Regions from separate parts of the Sus scrofa genome. Here region 2 is linked to region 1. Evidence: chromatin contacts called from public HiChIP or PLAC-seq data. All regions are on one chromosome and are shown on one strand. Each heading gives the region's core, a stretch centred on a gene start, on an enhancer-like site or on the middle of the called end of the contact. The rest is flanking DNA. Distances are from core to core; before and after follow the strand shown.

What was found. HiChIP or PLAC-seq counts read pairs in DNA pulled down with a chosen protein or histone mark.
Region 2: an H3K27ac HiChIP or PLAC-seq map of skeletal muscle shows a contact between it and region 1. The contact joins two enhancer-like sites. A contact is called at or near these places in 2 of 2 datasets of contacts at active chromatin or transcription factors (alveolar macrophages and skeletal muscle).

What each region holds. Positions count from the first base shown.
Region 1 is chr1:4,393,404-4,401,161 of Sscrofa11.1, forward strand. No RefSeq gene overlaps it. Among named protein-coding and RNA genes, the nearest start is that of QKI, 490 kb to the right of the region's middle. Within about 2 kb of position 3,553, at least 2 of the 83 cell types and tissues checked have an H3K27ac peak or open chromatin away from gene starts, as enhancers often do. A contact at or near this core is called in skeletal muscle, where this site is marked.
Region 2 is chr1:4,921,836-4,929,593 of Sscrofa11.1, forward strand. It overlaps LOC110259875 (a long non-coding RNA gene), which reads left to right. Exons shown (of 2, transcript XR_002342275.1): 2 at 1-426. Among named protein-coding and RNA genes, the nearest start is that of QKI, 42 kb to the left of the region's middle. Within about 2 kb of position 4,271, at least 7 of the 83 cell types and tissues checked have an H3K27ac peak or open chromatin away from gene starts, as enhancers often do. A contact at or near this core is called in skeletal muscle, where this site is marked.

The sequences.
Region 1 (7,758 bases), core at 2,303-4,802:
TGTCTCCTGGTCTCTCACTGATGGCTCCTGGCAGGATGCCCTACACGTAACAAGTATTCACTGAAGATGACAATTTGTATCTGCCCTCGAGACTGAGACAAGATCCCTGCCTGGCTGATATTACTGGCCTTGTGCCACACAGACCACAAATGCAAGCAGCAGGTGGCTTTGGGTGGCAATAAAATGAATTGTGTGAGGCCGCCAGTTGGGAAACCGTGGCAGAGCCCCTCTCCTTCCCAAACTGCGCCCACCTGTGAGCAACGAAGGAAGGCAGGCTCCCCAGAAGATCTGACACCTGACAAACCTGCACTTCAATCGGCTGGGGTGTCTAATTAGAATCCCAGAGGCAAAGGACTTTCAAACAAAACATTTCACAATGCAAAGATGCAACTCTACCCCCTTATATGTTTAAACTATTTCACTGGGGAGAAGGTGTAAAAGGAATTTTCATAAGGGCATTTAGTCTCTGATTCTTAAATATTTCAAATATGGGAATTGTGCCCAATACATTTTGGCAGTTCTGACGGGAATTTAAAAATCTTATTTTTTATAAGGAGATTATTTTGTTAGAGACTATTACACAATTTCCCTTTCCCTTTAGAAAGCTCCACTGTTTATGGATGTTAGCTAAGCACCATTAACCCAAAAAGTTACCTGTGCTTTTTTTTTTTTTTTTCTAGTAAAGATAAAAACATCCTGTTACTGGTTTGAAACTCTTTAACAACAGGACAACAGAGACCCCAGACCTCTCTCTTCTGCAGCATCTTAATGAAATCTAACTGGAAAATGATAAAGCAACAGAAATCCCAGGCTTTGAGAGTTTTTTTTCTTTAATTGCCAATTTTCCCCTTGCACTGAGGCATTAATCCTTGAAGAATAGAAGTAGACTTGCCAATAACCCAGCAGAGAAGGGTCCTGGGAGTGAGAAAAGGAAGGAAGCTCATAATTGTGGGAGAACTCCCTCCCTCTCCCCAGAAACCGCTATTGAATCTTGTGGGCCCTCCCACCCTGCCTCCCCCAGGATCTGGAAGCTGGCCCGGATCAGCATTGGTATTCAAATTAGTCTGCCAGTCTCAGGCTGGCAAGGCTCTTGGTGGCCTGTCAGTACAGGGCTTGAAGAAAAGGTACCAGATCTCAGATTCGGGGAGATCCAGCCAGATTTCAAGCCCTCCCGGAATATATGTCATCAGCCTGTAAAACCAGCTGCCTTGAGGTGGGAAACGCTTTCTTCTCCATGGTCTTTAATTTTATTAAAACAAAAATACCCAGAAGACAATGCATTTCCAACAGAGATTTAACAAGAAACAGGAAGGGGCTGCAGAGTCAAGCTACTCCTTCAGCTCAACACTGGTTTCTATGGGAACAAGAGCGGCTTTGTGTGGCTTGAGCAAGTCCCCACTCCCCCCTGCCTTTCATGCCAGGGCCTAGTGCCCTGGGATTGTATTTGTGTGGTCAACTTTTCTTCTGCGTCGCTCACTCTCCCTGCCCCCTTCGGTCCCCAGCAACAACACCCATCACCACGGAAGCAAAAAGAAAAGACGACCTCATTGCTTCTGAGCAGAATGAAATCACGAAGCACAAACGTGTCCGGGGACTGAGAGCCGACATTCTGCCCACAGGACCAGGGCCATCATGTCCTTTTTCATCCCTGCCTCAAGCAGCTTATGACTACGATGTTTTAACTCTTCTCGTGATACGCAATTACATATCCCTCTCAAGTTGAATTCTCACATGCATAAAATGCTGTGGGCACACTGGAAAATTATAGAAAAGCAGTAACAGTAATCACCTCAGTGGAAAATGACTGGAGAAGTATGGTTCAAAGCTAACTGAACTCAGTTTTAAAAAAAAAAATTGTCATGGCCGCACCCGAGGCACATGGAAATTCCCCAGGCTGAGAATCAAACCCAAGCCTCCCCAGAAACTCAAGCCACTACAGTTGGCTTCTTAACCAACTGCACCACAGCAGGAACTCCAACTCAGTAAACTGTTAAATGTTGATGTTTTCTGTTTGTTTGCAAGTGCACTTGTGTGTTATGGGGCCAGGGGAGAGAGAAACTTTTAGAAGGTCCTGCATCTGCCTCCCTTGCATAAGGGGGGTTGACCAGTGCTCAGACTGCAAGGCCAGGTAAAACTTAAAGTCCGTCTTCTCTATTTGACTGAGTATCTTTAATTTGGCACTTTTCTCCTAATTCATTCCGACTTTTAAATTAAAAAAGGGAAATATTTATGAATCTATTACTCAGAAGCTGCCATGCAAAACAGTTGAGCACATAAATCCTCATCATTTTGCTAAGTGTCAGGATTTTTTTTTATTAAAGGAAAAGCATATTTCTTAACATTGTTCATAAATCACCACTAAAATATTTCGTGCTACAAGCTCCTTAGCTTTCAAAGACACTCTTTCCTTTAAAAGCTTACAGAGTGCTTCAAAGTCTACCTCTGGCAAAGCCCAGTGCTCTTCACAGGTCAGCTTCAGATTCAAAGACATTTCTGTCTTATTTGTAAGTATTTATTTGGAGATCTGCAATTCATTCTCTTCTGCAAGATGCAATGTCAATTTTCATCATTTAGATTCAAACTCGTGAAAAAAAAGTTTAACCTATTTATGTATAATGGAGTCACAATCTTACAGTTTTGAAAGGTATCTTGAGACATAGGACATGAAAGGAGTTATTAAAGATTGAGGGCCATTTCAAGCCCTAGTGAATATGAAATATGATTTGTTCCTAAAAGCCAGAAATCATCCTCCAATCCCTCTCCCTCACTCACCTTCTTCATGAATACAACACCTCTTTATCACAAAGATGTTAGGACACTGACAGTCTACGTGGGTGTGTCCTCTCCCACAAAACTGTGCGGGATTCACTGAAAACATCATTTCCCAAAACAGACCGAAGCTCCTGGAGGGGTTGATTCGCTTCCCACACTTAACTCATACCCTCTTTTCTCTTCTTTTCCTTTCTTTTGTTTTCTTTCCTTTCTTCTTTTGCTTTCTTTTCTCATCTCTTTTCGTTCTCTGAGAACCTTCCCGGACAGAAGTGTTCAAAGTCAAGATGCCTTGAAGACCAGAGATGGCTTTATTATTGTTAGTGAGGTTTCTGCTCTGTCCCTACATCCATGGGGAATTAACAGCTGTGTCCACTATTCCTCTATCCCGTGTACGTTTCCCATCTCTAGTCAAGAACACAAAATGTGACATCACCCACCTGCTTCCCCTACACCAGGCTCCCCTTAACTTTGTTCCTACAGCCACTGAGAGGTGAGTGAGATGGCATGGCCTGGTGCATTCCATGCTGGTGGAGGAGGGCAAGTCAGCACAGAATTACATGATTATTCGTTAAAATACAGTTGGGTTAAGCCCCTGCTTTGCTCAGGGGCCTGGGGAAGGGTGCTCCATCTTCCTTCCATTCTGAAGGACAGAAACCCCTCCAGATTAGAACACCTAGTGTTCTGGGACCCCTCCTTTCCTTATCCCTCAGGCCCTACCCTTCCCTGTTCAAGGCTGGCTGCCTTGCTCTGGCTGCTTTTTAGCCCTGGCTCCATTCCTTCTCCTTGAAACATCAGTAGGTCTCTGGAAGTCCTGAAGAGATTTTCACCAGGCTTTATTTCATCCTCTATTTACCTTCTGTAATCACATACCATCAAAATCAACCAGAGAAAGGTCATAGCCACCATATAATTTCTCAGATTCATGAGGTCTCTGCGTGGAAAGCCGCCTACGCCTCTCTCTCCCCTTTTCCCATCTCTCATCTTTTCTCCAGTGGGCAGCCTGCAAGTTTCTCTGACTATTCCCTCTTTTCCTTCATCTGCCTCTGTGGTCTAAAAGCCCCTTCCACCAGGGTACCAAATCCACTCTCCTGAAGGTCTCCACAGGCAGCTCAAACAGCTGTAGCCTCTTTCCTCTGTTCCTCTCCATTTTCTATCTGAAAAGTTTTGCTTTCCTGTTCCCAAGATGTGGACACTTTATGCTGCTCCTCCCACCTCTTTCCCTCACCCTGTTTCCTTTCCTAAATCTTGACACTCTGCCTTCCGGTTTCCTTACTTTTCCCTCTGTCCTCATCTCTCCTCATTTCATTTCACCTCCAATGCCAAATCAGTTAACAAATCTTATCTTTTCTTAAGCATCTACCTCGTCCCTTCCATGACACACCAGTGTCTGCTCCTGCATATCAGATACTTGTCACCCCACCTGGGTTACCATAATGACCTCCTAATAGGCGGATTCTAAATCCAAAGTTCAATTGGGTTCCCAGAAAGAGAGTGACTGGAAAACTGCAGGAATACATGGTACTCAAGCATGGAGACCATCTTACTCAGCTTTGAGTTTCCCATGATGCCTAGCATGTCACAGATCCGCACATAATCTGGGGGATCCTATGTTTAGGGAACTCTAAAAGATGTTCATTCTTTCATTCAGAAACATCTACTGCCTCACTATTAAGCCACAGAGACACATCAGCAAAGTATACACACAGAGGTCTCTGCACTTCTGGTAATGCCATTCTAGCAGAGGCAAAGACATTGGGCCAATATTCAATAAAATTATCAATTACAACTAAAATACAAGAAGAAGCAGAGGCTGAATGACAACTGTGCTCGTCTGGGGCCGGGGGCACAAAAAGGAAGCCAGAGATGGGACTGAGAGGACCCAAGAGGTGGGAACATTGGAGCAGTACAGGCAGGGATGGAAAGCAGAAAACAGAGGTGCTGAAGGACTGCTGGTAAGGCTGGAGTGTAGTGAGAAAGGGAAGTGTCACACAGCAGGACTCCGAGGAGCCTTCCAAGGACAGACCTTCCTCCACCTTCCTCTTGTTTGTAGAAAAACCATAGCCTCCTCAGGCTCCCTGAGTCCCAAATAATAAAGTTCATCCAAGAAGTGAGAAAATGCACAAATGAAAATAGTCAAGAAAATCAAAATAATAATAGTTTAGCCATAAACAAAGTCAAGGACATTTAGTTCCTCCTCAGGGGATATAGTAATATTCTGAGCCATGTCCTTTGGGCTGTTTTGCAGATACTGGAACCCCCACCAGATGGAAAAATTAACTGCATGCTGCCCATGAACATGCTGAAACTAGAAGGTTCATGATGTTAACTTCTGGTTATCTCACCACCAACCAATCAGAAGAATGCCCATGAGCTGATCACACAGCCTGCAACCCTCTCCCTCATCCTGTCTTTAAAAACCTCCCCTTGGGAGTTCCCAGTGTGGCTCAATGAGTAAAGGACCCAACATTGTCTCTGAGGATATGGGTTCCCTGTCCTGACTCAGTGGGTTAAGGATCCACATTGCCATAAGCTGCAGTATAGGTCAAAGATGCAGCTCAGATCCACAGCTATCTACTGTGGCTACATAGTTCCCACTCCAAGCCTGGGAACTTCCATACACTGCATGTACAGCCATAGAAAGAAAAATAAAATAAAAATAAAAAATTTTCCTTGAACCCCATTGAGAAGTTTGGGTCTTTTGAGCATCGGCCACTTAGACTCCTAGTTTGGTCCTGCAGTAAACACTGCACTGTCCTTCATCCCAACCCAGTGTCAGTAGATTGGCTTTGCTGTGAGCTGGTGAGTGGACCCAAGTTTGGTTCAGTAACAGAAGAAGTAGTGCAAGATGAAAGAACTTAGGTCACTTAAGGCCAAGTCATCCACGATAAGAACAATGGGCTTTATCTAGAACAGAGGGATGCCATTACACAAAAAACATAGGTGGTACTTTTCAAGCTTCTTCTCATCCATTTTGGGAAAGTCACACAACTTCTCCATTCTTGTTGCAATAACATTAGAACTTTTAGAATAAGTGTAATTGATATTAAGGGTGGATGGTTGGAATGGAAATGGTTGAAATGGGAAAACATTTTACTTCCCTATAGTTGGGAGAGGCATAGCAATAGCAGGACTAAAATCACAGAGAGCCAGGAGAGAAGGGAGAGAGGCCAGCATCCCACTTGCACTACGTGACAAGACATAAATAGCCAACGATGACAAGATCATCTGTCTTTGGAAGCATTCAACTTGAACATCTTCAGGCGAGTAGTGCAACAGTATGACCTCAACCCTGAGAAAATCTTCTCCTGCAGGACCTTGGGGAAATGCTCTTTTCAAGGGAGAGCTTCTTGAAACTTTGTAAACATCTTCTAATCAGGATGGCAGCAAAACTTAGCAAGCTAGCAGCCCCCAGAGCTTTCTAACAATACGTTGCATTCAGTTAACACTGAAGGGACGTGTCTAAGAACTCTTTGAAATGCAGCCACCACTTGTCTTCCTTTTTTCTGTGATGGTGACCTCAAAAATAGGTATAATTTTATAAATAAGAAAACAGTTCTTCTTTATGGCTAACATCTGCAACTGCCATCCATAAATTAACACATATAAGACGGCAAGGTTTTATTTTGACCTTTTCACTGAAGTAACTTGAAGTTAATTTGTTTTTATAAGCATCTAAAACACAGTTACTGCTATTCTAATATTTGGCTTTTAATGATCAAAGACAATCTCACCCATTAGTCAAAATGCCCTCTATCTCCATGGTCCCTTTTAGGTTTGATTGTCCCCAAGATAACTTCTTCATCATTTAATTAACCAGAATTATCAAGGTAAGTGTAATATTTAAATTCATGCTCACTGAAAATAATGTAACAAAAAGGATTTTTTGCTAAATATGGCTTCCATGTTATCAAATTAGATGAGCATTTACCATTACTTTAATTTTTAAGTACTTTAAAGTTTCAAGAATATTTCCACTTATATTCACTGACTTTATTTGGTTCATGACTCATTTATTGGGCAAAGCAATACAACTTGTAGTCTGAGAAACTTTTTAAACTTCAAACTGCCATTATAGAAAGAAAAAGTGATAGTACCTTAAACAAGGTGGAACTTTATTTCTCTTTCATATAATCATTGGATGAAAATTGGATGAAAGTAACTGGGCTGGAAGGAAGCCCTTCCTTCTGCTTTGTTTCTCCATCCTAAAGTGTTGTGCTCAGCTACATTCAAAGTTGACTTATCCCACATCTATGTTTCAGGGAGCAGAATGGAACAGGACGCAAGAAAGGACATTCTCATCCATTCCTTTAAGGTCACCATCTGGAAGTTTTACATATCATTCTGCACATTCTGTTGGCCAAGACTTAGCCTTATAGCCAGAATTAGCTGCAAAGGAATCTGGGAAATGTGGTCTAGCTGGGCAACAACACACCCAGCTAAAAATTCTATTACTAATACAAGATGGATAGATTGGAATTATCAGATAGAACTAGCAATCTATACATTTTTTTTAACCTTTCAACTTCTGGCAGCAAAATAAGATTTTACAGCAAGACCATGAACTCAAGAACAAACTACTGTTGAGAAAAAATATATATAATACCTCATTTCCCCTTTTAACATGTCAATAACCAAACCTGGAGGACTCACTCAAACCATTCTCTCCTACAGCAGAAGGGGCTCCCTTTTCAGTGAGGAGGATGAGACTTGTTCATATATTACTGATAGAAAATGATACAAGGCAAGAAAAAGAAAAGACTGATACTGTTACAGTCTATATACTGTTACAGTACATAGTGAGAAGGACATGGAGAGGAAGGAAGAGAGTACAGAGTCAAAGGCATAAATCTCCAGGCAGTACCCTGAAAGAAGGGGAAGTTTCAGAAGAATGGGATTCACGGAGAGCTGGGGAGGCTCACGCTGCCGTCTCCATGTGCTCAGTTCCCCTCTGGGGGAGAGGATTTCTTACAGGCTTCTCTTTATCAG
Region 2 (7,758 bases), core at 3,021-5,520, 530 kb after region 1:
TCCCTGGCAATAGATTGCTTTCCACTGTAGGTCTACTAGATAAATAGAAAAGTAATTAACAGAGCGCCATGGCAGATGTATCAGGCGGAATTTCATTAGAGCGGAAGAACGGAGGGAACCACGAAGTCGCCGCGTGTCTCGGCCTTTGGTGGTGATGGAGTTTTCCTGCTGCCTCTCTCTGGGCCGGACATGTCCTTTCTGCCTCTCCTCCAGAAAAGAAAATTCTGAATTTCCTATTATATCTTCACCTTAATCAACGGGCCAAGAAAAATCTTAAGTGCCTGAAATTGGTCCAAAAATAAATAATTCTCCTCATTTTGCCATTGAATTATTTGGGTCCTAAAACGTATGGATGATTATATCTCTTTCATTGTATTTTCTTTCTTTTCTTTTTTGCTTGATTATTAAATACCTGATTTCAAAATGCTAATGGAATGTCTTGTTATTATTTTTCCTCCCTCCCCTTGGAAAATAAGTGGTATTATGTCATGTATAACAGCAGGAAGAAGTGAAATTTCATAGGAAGGACATTTATGCTCGGTTGGAGAAAGAAAAGACGTTGAAGGCATTTATTTTTGTCCGGCTTTTAAAAACCATATTTGAAAGTACTAAACTCAATTTCACATGTCCAGAATGGTCTAACCTAATTTTGGCATATTAATTAACAATAAAAGTAGTGTGTTGCCGCATACAAAGAAATAAAATAATTAACTTACTGAGGAAATGGGGTCATATGATTTTACTTTCAGAGGGTAATGAATGACACTGAGTAATGGGGACAGTGTTTTGCAAAGCAACTCTGGCTGCAGAGCCTGATGGAATTCTTTGTTAAATACCCAACGGCCGGCTGACCATTTTCTCCATCTTCAAACATTACCTGATTCAACCCAGAGGAACCCACCTACACATCAGCGAGGCCAGCGGGAGGCAAGCTTTTGAGTAGTTTCAAGGATGAGTTGAGTATCCAAATGCTCCCTGAGTCAATACACGCTAAGGAGCTTTTGACTTGGGGAAGAAATTCCAACGTTTTTGCTTCTTACATATTCGGACCTTTGACCTTGGAATATTTTGTTACGTTTCATTCCCCAGGGGAAAAAACCCCCAATCTTTCAAGTGGTTATTATACAGCCAAGTGCATGAATATGCATGAGACGTCATTATGACCACAAGGCGACACTTAAAATGTTCAAGGGTCTCTTCCTAAGATTTTGCAACTTGTTCGGTGACAATAAATCAGTGTCCAGTTCTTGGTTGCTGAGCTCTGCTTTTGATTGATCCATCCAAGTTTCCAAGAAAGTGGTTTTCAAGAGCCCTAAACCCATTTGTCCAATCATTCATTCATTTGACAGATGCAAAAGGAGCTGTTTAATTGCCAGTGTCTGTGTTTTATGCAGAAGGCCATATTGAGAGCTCTGGAGTCAGTTCTTTGCAGGTCAAGCCTCGGAATTTCTAGATTTTATTTTATTGTATTTTTTAATTTTTTTGTCTTTTTGCCATTTCTTGGGCCGCTCCCGTGGCATATGGAGGTTCCCAGGCTAGGGGTCCAACTGGAGCTGTAGCCACCGGCCTACACCACAGCTCACAGCAATGCCGAATCATTAACCCACTTAGCAAGGGCAGGGATCGAACCCGAAACCTCATGGTTTCTAGTCGGATTCGTTAACCACTGTGCCACGATGGGAACTCCCGGAACTTCTAGATTTTTAAAGCTGAAACTGAGCAGAGAGAAGTCAAGCGGCTCGTCCCCTCTCGCTGCCTCATGTGGTCAAGACTGGAAACAGGATCTGACTGCCTTTGCTCAATGAGTCCGCCAAGTTTGGGGGCCAAAGTGTAGAATTACCACGAGACCCTGGTAACCAAGAGTTGCATGTCGAACCCACTTCTGACTTTCAGAGCTTAATTTCCTTTTCTTTTTTCCTTTTTACTGCTGCATCTGCGGCATATGGAATTTCCCAGGCTAGGGGTCACATCAGAGCTGCAGCTGCAGGCCTACATCGCAGCCATGCCAGCCAAATGCAAACTATGCTGCAGCTCACAGCAATGCTGGATCCTTAACCCACTGAGTGAAGCCAGGGATGGAACCCGCATCCTCATGGAGACATCGGGTTCTTAACCCACTGAACCACAACAGGAACTCCCAGAACTTGATATTTCAACAGAGAAATCTGACATCGTATTATCAGAATCTTCAAGGCTGTCAAACATAAACTCCCCATTCAGAATTGACCTCAGTTCCCGAGCCTTGCAGCAAATTCACACCTGGAGAAGACCTTTCCACCTTTAGGACTGACCATCCCACATCCCTGTCCTACGGGGGAAGGCAGTGGAGCTGGAGAGAGGGAACGGCTCCCACCAGCAGCCTCCCGGTTCTCTCTTGGTGGGTGGGAATCCTGCTCAAGCAGTCCATGGCCTCTGACGATAACTTTTTGTTCCAAATTAGCCCAGAAAAAGCGATTTACAAATAATTTACAAAAACAGCCCTTTCTTGCATTTTTGCTCCTGGGCTCCTGTCTCTGATTCACAGGCCACGTCTTTGAGAAGGGGAGCAGGTGGAATCCAGGTGTCAGGCCTGGGCTCCTCCAGGGACTGGTCACAGCCCAATGGGGTTTAAGGGCAAACTCTTAAAATCAGCCCTGTAGTGACAGGGGGCCAGGCCCCATCGCAGGGCTCCTGGAGTGTCGCCTTTGCCGTCTCCTCCGGAAAGCCCTCCAAGGCTGGAGGCTGGCTCTCTCACACTCTTGGTTGTTGTCACCCCTTTTTTAGGGCTGCGCTGGCAGTATATGGAAGCTCCCAAGCTAGGGGTCGAATCGGAGCTACAGCTGCCAACCTACACCACAGCCACGGCAACGTGGGATCCATGCTGCATCTGTGACCTACACCACAGCTCATAGCAACGCCTGATCCCCAACCCACTGATCGAAGCCACATCCCCACGGATACTAGTCAGACTTGTTTCCGCTGCGCCACAATGGGAACTCCCAAAAGCCAACACATTTCAAACCTGGTTTCTGTTCTACGCCATCGTCTTGCCAATCACGTGGCTGTGGAGAGGCGTGGGAGGCACCGTGAAGCCACCAGGAGACCGACTCTCAGGGAGGCCGACAAGCGACCGCCCTTCTGTGAGGCTTGGTCCCCTCACCTGCAAACTGGCGGTGATCTTCCAGGGTGATCAGGGCTCAAGGGGAGCACCCACGGGGCATCCTCGGGTTCTGGAAGCTGTTCAACCCCCCCCCCCCCCCCCGCCTCAGGCTTCCAAACTTCTTTCCAGGCGTGTTGAACCCGCCTTGGTCATCCCCAAATGCCGATGACCATTTATCTTATTCACAAACCATTTTGTGTATCCCTGGATTGTTTTACAGTTTTAACATTTTATTGTTTTGTCTTGTTACTTTTAGCTTTTATTAAAGCTGCCAATTTTTATAATCAATTTTCTGTTTGTATTGTTTACCTTCCTTGACATTGTGATTTGAAAGGATGTCTCTCTCTCTCTTTTAACGCTCTTATCTGCTCTGTGTTTTAGAAGGTCAAGAAGTTTGCTGACCGACTAACAGAATGATCAAAACGTCCCACACCCAGGCTTTCCTTCTCAAACCCCAGAACTGCAGGGTCAGGGAGTCCTCTGCGGTCCGGGTGGGCCGCAGGGCTGATGGATGCTGGAAAAAATGTTGACGATGAGATGCGGAGATGACCCATGAAGTAACCCTGCCCAACGCGGGGCACCCTTCTGCGAGGCCCAAGGCCCGCCATGTAGACCTGTGGGTCCCCCTGCAGGGTTTTCCGTCCCGCTCCGGGCTGCCCCTCTCCCGTGGGGGAAATGCCCCCCTTCCCTGGTAACCCGCGTCTGCTTTCTGTTTGTGCCTCTGCCGACATTTACTTTTATCCACATTTTTTTGGCTCAGCATCTTGGTTCAGATGCCGACCTTAGGCCTTTGCACAAATGCCTTGCAAACACATACGTCGGTCAATGTCAGTATCAGATCGGGTTCGCTCACCCTGGACGCGTATTTATTTATTCCCGTTTTACAAGCTAAGCGTCTCCTCCTGGGCCCGGCCCTTCATTCCCTTAGTTCTGAGTTGTCCGCTCCGCTCACAGGCGCTGAGCTCCTCCGAGGTGCGGGGCTGGGGGCTCCACCCGCCGCCCTCTGAGCGCCTGTGCTGATTGCTGCTCTCCGTCTTCCTTTTCATTGCTTCGGCGTCCTCGGTGTGACTGCGCTCCGAGGTGCCCACACAGCGCATAATATCCCATGACAGGATGCCTTTCCGGGTGCAAACCAAAATAGCACTGGCCTTTGTGCGGCCTATTCCTTTCTAATCTCGTCCTGACACGCCGCCCAGCCTCACCTCTCAAACATTTCGGTCCCTGTCTGACCCACGTCGTGAGGGCTGGGATAGATCTAAGGCGATCTTCTGCGGCTTCTGTATTTGCGAGCTTTGAATCCATTCACATGTTTTCTCCTCACCACCATCTGAATTGCGTCCCTGGTGGGAAGTCAGACGCTTGTTTTTCAATCCGGTTTCCTTCTGCTCACAAAGATGTGAAAGAAACTATATCCAGGCTTGGAAGAGAGGCTCAATTACATTCTAGGAAAGTAACAATTTAGACAGTCTCGTTTTAAGCAACCGCGTCTCTTTTTTTTAAAAATTTAGAGCTGGATGAGAACTGAGGAATCGCTCCCCCAAACCTGAGCTTCTGCGGGGAGGGTGTGCTGAATCAGGATTAGATTCGGGGCCTCCCGCCTCAGTTTGGTCTGTGGGTCCCCTTTCAAGTCTACCTTTTTTAAAAAAAAATATTTTTACTTTTATTTTTTAATTAAAGTATAGTTGATGTACAGTGTTCTGTCAATTTCTGCTATACAGCAAAGTGACCCAGTCATACATACATATACACAATTTTTCTCACATTATCCTCATCGGGTTCTATTACAGGGATTGGCTGGAGTTCCCTGTGCTGTACAGTAGGACCTCATTGCTTTTTTTTTTTTTTTTTTTAAGGGCTGCACCCAAGGCATATGGAAGTTTGCAAATTTCCCAGAGTTCCCAGGCTAGAGGTCAAATCAGAGCCACAGCTGCCAGACGATGCCTCAGCCACAGCAATGCCAGATCCAAGCCACATCGCAACGTACACCACAGCTCATGGCAATGCCAGATCCCTAACCCACTGAGCAAGGCCAGGAATTGAACCTGCATCCTCATGGATACTGGTTGGGTTCATTTCCACTGAGCCACGTTGAGAACACTACTTATCCATCCTAAATGTAATTGCTTGCGTCCACTCGCCCCATATTCCCAGTCCATTCCACTCCGCTCCTGCCTTGGCAACTACAAGTCTGCTCTCCATGTCTGCGAGTCTGTTTCTGTTCTGTGGAAAGGTTCATCTGTGCCATATATTAGATTCCACATAGAAGTGATATCATATGGGTATTTGTCTTTCTCTTTCTGACTTACTCCACTTAGTATGAATTCTACTTTTTTAAATCAAAGATAGGTATGTTAAAAAAAGAGTAAAACCACACCCAAGGCCACATCAATCACACATGTTTCCCGTGCCCTGAGCCCCAAACGTGCCTTTCATCCCAGGCTCCTGGGGCCTCTGACTTGTGTTGCTTAACCCCTCGGGGACCCTGCAAGCTCACTCTGGTCCAGGCGGCCTCCCAGTGCGATGGAACCCGGGCCTCTCTTCCCAGCATCTGTTAACCCCCGGTGATGGCCATGTGTCTGCAACAGTTGTCGCTGGCAGCCATGCCCCCTCATGTTGCCTGACTGACTGCATCTCTTTCTTGATAGGGACTGCGTTTTATTTTTGGACAGCTCGGGTTGTTAGAAAGTTTCCCCTCTGATCAAGCCAACTCTGCCTTATCCTACTGCCCTTCCTGGGTCCGTGTTGCTCCGTGACCTTCAAGCAGACTTGGGTCTTTCCCTGCCCTGCTCCTTGACCATGGCCGTCCCCTCCCCTGACCTGCCTCATTTTGACCCCTCGTCCTATTTTCACTTTTCACCGAAGCTTTGCCATTGACAACCCAGCTGGAGTTTCCCCCCGGCTTTTTCTTGACACTTTCTCTAGGACACCTCCTCTGGCATCGACCGCCCCACCACCCCGGCTCCTAGATCTTGAAGGTGTTGAGTTTGCTGCCCCCCCAAGTCAGGAGTAGCCGGGGTGATGGCTCGCCCCACCAGTGTTGGGCCCCGTCAGTTTGGGAATGAGCCTTGGCCTTGCAGGTCTTAGCTCTGTCCTCTGGAGCAGCATCGGGTACATCTAATCCCTGCTGGTATTTCAGGAGCATCACCCCACCCCTCCGGCACGGCTCTGCTCCCTGTCCTGTGCGCTCTTTTAAAGGGTGGATATAAATGCCTGTGTGTGGAGATGGTGCTTGACCTGCACAGGGACCAGGGGCGTTCTCCTGCCTTGGCTGGAACAGTCTATTTCATCAGTGCCGAGTCTTGCCATGGGTTTTGTTTAGCAGCGTGATCACACCCTGAGCTGTGGCCAACCAAATACATCCACCTCTTCCCCTCTCAACTGCGGAGGTGCCGTAAGCCTGGTCCCGATTCTTCTCTGCTTCCAAATCTGGTGCATCCTCTTAACTCCTATTTCACCAGGATAGCTTATGCTAGCTGACGGATGTCTTTTCGAATCCTGATTCTTTCTTGTGCCTTTACCCTTGTTTTTATTAATATATGAATTGTGGGCTTCCAAAGCCTAGGCGGGCATGTTCAGTAAGGGCACAGGTTCACTGCTCTGAACAGCTTTGCATGTGCCCTGGTGTCCGTGAAATAAGGAATGGATGGTGGATGGCAGGGGCCGGGTTTCCCCTGTTGGAGGGATGTTACAGATGCCCAAGGGGCAAGGCGGGGTTAGAGGCAGAGGCATCAGGATGCATGTGCGTTTAGCTTAGTACAGATTCGGATAGCTGGATACAAGAGTAATTGCAGGAGTTCCCACTGTGGTTCGGCAGTAACGAACCCCACTACTATCCGTGAGGACGTGGGTTCAATCTCTGGCCTCGATTGATGGGTTAAGAATCTGGTGTTGTCCTAAGCTGTGGTGTAGGCCTGCAGCTCCAATTTGACCCCTAGCCTGGGAACTTCTGTGTGCCGTGGGTGCGGTACTAAAAAGATTGAAAAAAATACATCTACCTGGGCTCTGGGAAACCTAGCTAGGTTGACACAGCCCAATACCACCAGTCAACTTCTTATTTTGGTACCTACACACATTTCCTGTAACCATCCTTAACGTCCAAATAAATAGAGTCATGCTTTCAAAAAGGAAAAAAAAAAAAAAAATCTACCCAAGTCCACGCTGACATAAAGAAATGACTGAATTAATACACAGATTGGGGGTGAAGGGACGAATACCTTTGAGAAGAATTCCAAAGCATTTACACAGACACTCCCCAGCCCCGCTCTCTGCCCTTGAGTGTGGCTGGACTTCCAAAGAGCTGAGTCCAGAAGAGAGAGAGGAGTACATCCCCACTGGACAAGCCTGGTAACCCCTCCCTTGGCCGGGTGATGGGGCTACTGGTGTCGCTGGCCATCAGTGGGTGGTTTCACACTTGCTGTGATGAGAGGCGGAGGCACTTCACCTCCGTGATCTCCCCACATCCATTAACCGCAGTCTATTCGTGAGGAAAACATCCGAAAAAGTGAAATCGAGGGACGCTCTGCAAAGGAGCTGACTGGTAGTCCTCCAAACTGTCAAGCCATCCAAAACGAGGGAAGACGGGGGAAACTGTCACCGAGCGGAGGAGGCCAAGGAAACCT